2 separate regions of the Mus musculus genome follow, and region 1 is linked to region 2. A link is a contact called in public HiChIP or PLAC-seq data. All regions are on one chromosome and are shown on one strand. Each heading gives the region's core, a stretch centred on a gene start, on an enhancer-like site or on the middle of the called end of the contact. The rest is flanking DNA. Distances are from core to core; before and after follow the strand shown. Region 1 overlaps Igf2bp1 (insulin-like growth factor 2 mRNA binding protein 1). Region 2 holds the start of 4833417C18Rik (RIKEN cDNA 4833417C18 gene).

Evidence for each region. HiChIP or PLAC-seq counts read pairs in DNA pulled down with a chosen protein or histone mark.
Region 1: a contact with region 2 is called in an H3K27ac HiChIP or PLAC-seq map of embryonic stem cells, with 13 read pairs. The contact joins the enhancer-like site here to the promoter of 4833417C18Rik in region 2. A contact is called at or near these places in 5 of 39 promoter capture datasets (3T3-L1-derived adipocytes, cranial neural crest, frontonasal cranial neural crest and 2 more), 1 of 15 datasets of contacts at CTCF or cohesin (the NIH/3T3 cell line), 3 of 484 Hi-C or Micro-C datasets (bone marrow-derived macrophages, embryonic fibroblasts and embryonic stem cells), 19 of 115 datasets of contacts at active chromatin or transcription factors (the SCID.adh cell line, T-cell acute lymphoblastic leukemia, cardiomyocytes and 14 more) and 3 of 9 other capture datasets (adipose tissue, liver and pancreatic islet).

What each region holds. Positions count from the first base shown.
Region 1 is chr11:95,981,210-95,984,385 of GRCm38.p6, reverse strand. All of the region lies in intron 2 of Igf2bp1 (insulin-like growth factor 2 mRNA binding protein 1), which reads left to right. Among named protein-coding and RNA genes, the nearest start is that of Mir3063, 19 kb to the right of the region's middle. Within about 2 kb of position 1,700, at least 105 of the 459 cell types and tissues checked have an H3K27ac peak or open chromatin away from gene starts, as enhancers often do. A contact at or near this core is called in the NIH/3T3 cell line, the SCID.adh cell line, craniofacial prominence and 7 more, where this site is marked.
Region 2 is chr11:95,857,366-95,860,676 of GRCm38.p6, reverse strand. It overlaps 4833417C18Rik (RIKEN cDNA 4833417C18 gene), which reads right to left and starts at 1,860. Exons shown (of 2, transcript NR_045187.1): 1 at 1,595-1,860; 2 at 1-683. Gm38959 (a long non-coding RNA gene) reads left to right here and starts at 2,226. Exons shown (of 3, transcript XR_880173.3): 1 at 2,226-2,972. It overlaps n-TQttg6 (a tRNA gene), which reads left to right and starts at 1,434; the gene lies at 1,434-1,505.

The sequences.
Region 1 (3,176 bases), core at 451-2,950, 120 kb before region 2:
AAACCAAAACAGAAGATAATATTATCTTAATTGGTGTTTCTAGTATGCTAGAAAAATGGCCTTTCAACAAAATGTAAAACTATACATCTGGAAAACTAGATCTGCTTCAGGCTGGGTATAGTGAGTCGTGCTTTTAATCCCAGCACCACCCAGCACACCCAGGCCGAGGCAAGCCTGGTCTACATAGGGCAGCTAGGGCTATGCAGAAAAAACAGGTCTCAAAAAGCAAACGAAACCCAAAACAAAAAAGTAGATGGAGTTTTGGTTCTACTCCTGGCTTTGGCGTTCAGTGATTATGAAATGCAGACAGGATACTCATGGCGTATTTTAATCTCGGCCCTGGGCTGTCAAACAAAGCCGCCGGTAGCACATTTCTATAAAATGAACACAGTTCTATAAAATGGACCCGGGAGAGATACTCCTAATCCCAAGCACCCCCATGTGTGTATACGATGTGATGGGTGTATGGCGGTGTGATGGGTGTATGGCGGTGTGATGGGTGTATGGCGTTGTTCTTTTGTCTCTCTGCCTCTTTAAATCTCTCCTGGCATATTTCCCCTGCTTGGCCTCCCTGTCCTCACATCCCCAGGTGTCCTCACATCCCCAGGTGAATTTCCTGGTTAGCAGGAGTCTGTTGAGCTGCCCTCCAGGCTGGATCTCTGAGGGTCAGAGCGAGCAGAGAACAGGGGAAAGCTGTTTGCACTTAGGAACCATTTTGGCTGTTCTAACCATTGCCTTTAATGGCCACTGCTGGCGGCGCTATAGCTGCTAGAGGGTCAGGGCAGCTGGTTCTCTCTCCTTGCTGGAGCTGGGCTTGGCCCTCCCGGCACTAAGAGTGCTTAGGTGTGGTGCCCTTTTACCTATAGGACATAACCACTACTCAGCCTGGCCTTGGTAGACCCGGGTTTATTGGAGCAGGGTCAATGTAGCAGAGATGGAGGAGTGGAAGACTTTCTTTCTCTGTCATTGTGAACACATTTATTTAGATTCAGCAATGACTGTCACCGCCCCTTCCACTCTACCTCCAGGTCTCCTTTAGAATACTGTCAGGGGCTTGCTGGACTTAGCTCCCACCAGGAGAAACCCCTGGGAAGTGTGAGTTGTGCTCCCACTCATCAGGAGCTCTAAGCCAGCTCAACCTTCCTCACGCTGGGACCTTTAATACAGGTCCTAAGGTTGTGCTGACCTCCAACCACAACATTATTTTTGTTGCTACTTCGTAGCTAGTTTTGCTACAGTTATGAACCGTAATGTTCTGTCCTGATATCAGCTCCTAGGCGACCCCTGTGAAAGGGTAGGTAAGTAAGTAGGGTCTGTGGATCCCCAAAGAGTTGTAAGCCACAGATTTAGAGCCACTGTAAGCCCTCAGCACACCAGCCTAACGCAGCCAACTCTGGGCCTCTCATAGGTGGGATGAGTAAGTTATCCAAAGGGGTTGTAATGTAAGCAAGGGAATTTAGGTTACAGGTCCCAGCAGTGCCCTGTGCGGTTTGGGCCTGAAAGGAATTAGGTAGCACCAGGCTCAGTGGAAAGCCAGGCTTAGAAGACAAAGGTCCTCTTCCAGGCTATCCCCTTGGGTTTTAATCAGGGCTGGGGGCTTTGCTGAGAAGGAAGTCTGGGAGGAGCCTAGAGTGGGTTCCCAGGATGGGGTGTGTATGCCCTAGAGGGTGAGGGAGGGCTGCTGGGATGTCTTTCTTTCATTGGTTGGGTAGACCTGCCCTCCTCCCCCTCCCGCTCCTGGAACATTCCAGACATTCCAGCCAATCTGCCTGCCATTGCTTTCTGGATATGGATTAACAAACATCCTTGCAGAGATTAGATTTCACTGCTACCACCCTGCTCCTGCCATACTGAATAGAAGGCCCCAAATCAGAGTTTGGACAGGCAAGTCTTGGCCTTTGACCTGGGATTGCACTAATGGGTTCTTTCAAACTAGGCTCCTGTTCTGGGGTTGCTGTATGCCTTGTTTCTTCCTAGGCAGGCTGCCTTCATCTCCCCTCTATCCAGAAGGACTTCCTGGGGGGAGGTGTCCGGGGCTGGGCACTGTTCATTTTCTCCCAGATTCTTCACCCATCTGAACATACTCGGTGTATCTATTTGGTTAGCAAAGGTGTTTTGTGAGAAACCCTTACCAGGGAGATCCAAAGCTGCCTTTTGGCCAGTCCTTGGATCTGGTACCTGGTGGAATGGGGTCTAAGGACTCAGCAATGGGCTTGTTGGCTTCCCGTGTGTGTCTGACACAGAGCACGCCTCACGCCGCTGGACCGGGTGTTGACTTTGTGGTTCTCCTGCCAGTACTGTGGGTGCTGGGATTACAGAGGGTCGACAGGCTTATCTATCCGTGCAGTCCTGGGACTTGAGCGCAGGACTTTGTGTCTGCTAGACAAATGCTGTACTCGTGGAGTTATGTCTGTCTGTCTTCCCCTCCTCTTCTATCACTGCAACGCCACCTTCCGACTGGCCTACTGTTCTATAGACTGGCCTGTGCGTGCATCAGTCCTGCTTTAGCCTGGAATCATGGCTCAAGCCTCCAGACTCAGCTGACTGTTTCCAATCCTCACTGTATCTACTCTAACTTTGTTAGGTCAAGTTCACAAACCACCAAGGTTTTCCTTCAAACAGATCCACCTTTCCTTTAGCTTTTTATTATTTCTTTTTCAAGATAGGATTTCTCTGTATAACCTTTGCTATCCTGGGACTCATTGTGTAAACCAGGCTGGCCTCGAACTCAGAGATCTGCCTGCCCCTGCCTCTTGAGTGCTGAGTTTGAGGAGGAAGAGGTTGGGTTTGGGTCAGGGGTGACATAGCTAAAGGAGCCGGGGACACCACTGCTCCACTCTTTTAGCTATGTCATTCCCAGATTTTCCCTGCTGTAGCTTGTCAACAAGGAGTTGTCGCTCTCAGAATTTCAGACTCAGTGGATCACAGAGACCCTTCTATTTTACACTAGACCCTGCTTTGGTAGGGACTGCCTAGGACAACTAAGGCCAACACACCCACTGTTAGGGCCTTGCATTCCTTTTTGCTTGCCCCACCCCACAGCTTGATGCCAGCTCTTCTGGTAGCCCACTGAGCATACGTGACTCAGCATTCTCTCACCTTGGGTACACTACACCGGTATTTTGCCTTCCTGTATGCCTGTGTGCCTTGTGCATGCAGTGCCTGTAGGGGCCAGA
Region 2 (3,311 bases), core at 611-3,110:
AAGCAGAGCTGTTTGGTTTGGTCTTTTGTCTCAATACATGTTTGGGGGCGGGTAAGTGGTGCCAGGGGACCTCTACAGAGTGGTGATCTGTAGGAAACAAGGTTGCTCAATTCAATACAATTAAGCAGCCAGTGTTGGTTCAAACTTTGCAAGCCTGACCCCAAGTAGTTTATTTGGTGAAAACTTACCTGGTGATAATTAACCCAATCACCTGTGCACAGCACAGCTTAGGACACCACTGCACTGGAACTCTTTGTAAAGTACATGTGACATCTTCCAGAAAGATAGTTTCTATAGACTGAGAAAAACATGCTCACCGATAAGAGTCCAGGGAGGAACTGGTGAGATCTCAGCCTATCAGTCTCAGGTCACAGGCCATTACCCACATCTGCTCCCAGCCTTCTGGGCAGAAGACACGTCATACATCTCTCTCACTAAACAGACATTCCTGTGTAGTTAACATTCCTGGTGTCCCTAGTGCTTATCTGAGCCTCGCACACAGGTTATTTCTTAAACTCTTGTAGAGGACTTATACAATAGCCATCATTATGGGGCCAAGCCTCACTATATTATAATAAACAATACATAGTCCAGAGCATCCTTGAAGCAGCCTCGAGGCACAGATGGATGTCCACTAGGGTAATGCTCCGAAGGTGAACTGCTGAGTCAAAGTGTTGACTGACCTGCAGAAACACATTTAGGGAAAATGAAAGACTAGACAGTGCAGAAGTGGGGATTTTGTTGTTGTTTTGCGGGATATGTGTGTGTGTGCGCGTGGTGTGTTGAATGGTGGGTGTCTGTTGTTAAAATTCTGACTGGGTTTTTCTAAGGATCGGCACACTAGAAGTTTCGGTAGTCCGGCCTTTTGAAGCGCGGGGGGAAGTGCTGAATTGGAAGCGCCAATCTCCCTACAGATAATTTGCATAGCGCGGAGCAGGGGCTGCGGCATCCACGTGCGGCGCACTCTCCAGCATCCCCGTCTGTACCCCAGGTTTCGTCCGGGGTTTGAACGGCTGTGCCACCACGTGCCAGTCCGCGTCCTTCCCCGCTGGGCCAAAGCGTCCTAGCCACAGCCCTCCTGATATAAACGCAGAAAACAAGTAGAAAGCCCAGGCTGCGTGCGCCGAACCTCCTGCCCGGAGTCCGGGACCGGAGCCGGCTTTCTCCGGACTTGGTCCGATCGGACGACCAGCCGCCCTCGAGACTTGGGGTCAAGAGCCGGGACCCTTGGAGGATCACCGGAAGAGGTGACAGACACCTCGGGGCCCATGAACGTTTGGAATTCGTAAGGACATGAGAATCTCGGTGGTTCCGTGTCTGCCCGCCATCGCGGCCACCGGCCACGGGCCCAAGCCAAGTGTAGCGAAGCTTAGAAAAGGTTGCCCAACGTCATGTGGCTTGAGAAGGCTGCCGGGCGCCTTAAGCCGCCAGCAGGTCCCATGGTGTAATGGTTAGCACTCTGGACTTTGAATCCAGCGATCCGAGTTCAAATCTCGGTGGGACCTCACTGAACCTTTTTTTGGCCTTAGAATCCCTGTTTTGGGGCCTGCAGGAAGTAGCAACCAACCCGAGCCTCCGCAGGGAATGCACTGACCTGTAGAATGGACGTTCAGCTTCCCTCCCTGTGTCTCAACACGATTACATTTCAGGAACAGCCTGGGCTGGGAGGCACTGCGCACGCGCGCCGAGTCGGGCGGAAAAATAAACGAGTTGATGGAAGACTGAACATAACTTTACCCAGGAGGGAAAACGAAAGAACCCGAAGGATCCCGAGGCTTTCCTGTCTGAGTACCGCTGCACACACCGCGCCTCGGAGTCCCCGCCCCCTACCCTCTGATTGGCTGCTGTGCAGAACGCGCGGTAGGATTGCTTTGTGAGCCGCGAATGAAGTGGCCGGACGGGGCCGGGGGGCGGGTAAGTGGTGCCAGGGGACCTCTGATTGGGTACAAGAGAGCGATTCCCCGAGGCTTGTGCGTTTAGGGGTCATAAACCCGTGTTTTGGTTCTGCATTGCTCACCCAGCGAGGTTGTGTTTCAATTAGACAACAGTCACTTAGTCAGGCTGGCAGGCGATCAGTACAGTTTCTCACCGTCCATGAGGTGTTTCTCCGAGAGAAGGGCAGGAATCGCTAAGGATTTCTTTAGCTGCATCGCGCCGCGGGTGGAAAATATGTACAGGGAGTATTGTATCTTCTTTGGATTAAGATCTGGGATTTGTGTTCGTCCCTGTGGGATAAATGACGAGGGAGCCTGCTGACGCATTATGGTCTCCCTACAGAGTGATTGGCACGGTGGCTATAGGTTCTCACCCTTGGGAGGATGCCATGGAAACCAAAAGGAGCCTCTCCCGACTCTCCGATTAATTCTCTAAGCATGCCTCTTGCAGACACAACCCACGCACTCTTTAAAACATCTGAATGGATCAGTTTGAATGAACCATCGCAACCTCAAAAAGATCAAGACGTGAGAGGAGGCACACTTGCGCTACCAGAAAATAAAGATGCTTGTTAACTGTACATTAAAGAAATTAAGATAATGTCTGGATGGATAAACATACCGATGGAACAGAATAGGGAAGCAAGATGCAGCCTCACCTTTATGCATAGTTTATAATAACAAAGGTGTCACAAATTTAAATAATAATAAAAGGTAGCACAACAGAGTTAGGGGAAAGGACCTACTTGACATCCTGCTGTGTGCTTGCTTATAGGGAAAGAATATGAAATCGGATTCTTGTTAACACTAAACACAGCAGAAAGTCCCAAGAGAATTGTTGACCTGAAAGTGACAGAAGCGGTGAGCTTGGCTGACGACATAGGGGAATGCCTACACCTCAGTTTAAACAAAGCCCGAATAAAACGCACAGACGAGGACTGTGCTACTCCAAGTACCATCAGAAGAGTGAAAATATCTGGGCCTGTTGCTCAATGGTGAACTGCAAGGCACTCAGGGCCTGGCATACTAAGAGAAAAGGTAAGCCACAGACTAGGGATATGCATGTGTAATGCATAAATAGCAAATAAATCTAAATAAATTCTCAAAGCCTGTAAGAAAACTGCCTGCCGAAAAATAGCAAAACCTGTGCTAGGGGCATAGCTCAGCAGGTAAAGAGCTTGCATGCAACCATGCTGGACCTGAGCTCCATCCACAGAACTCATGTCAGAGCTGGGCATGCTGGGGATTGTAGTCCTAATGCTGGGGAAGTGAAGGCAGAAGGGTCATTGGCCAGCCAATGAGAGAACCTGTCTTTAGAAAGAAAGAAAACACCTCACATTGACCCTGGCTTCCACATTCATACCAACATATGCACGC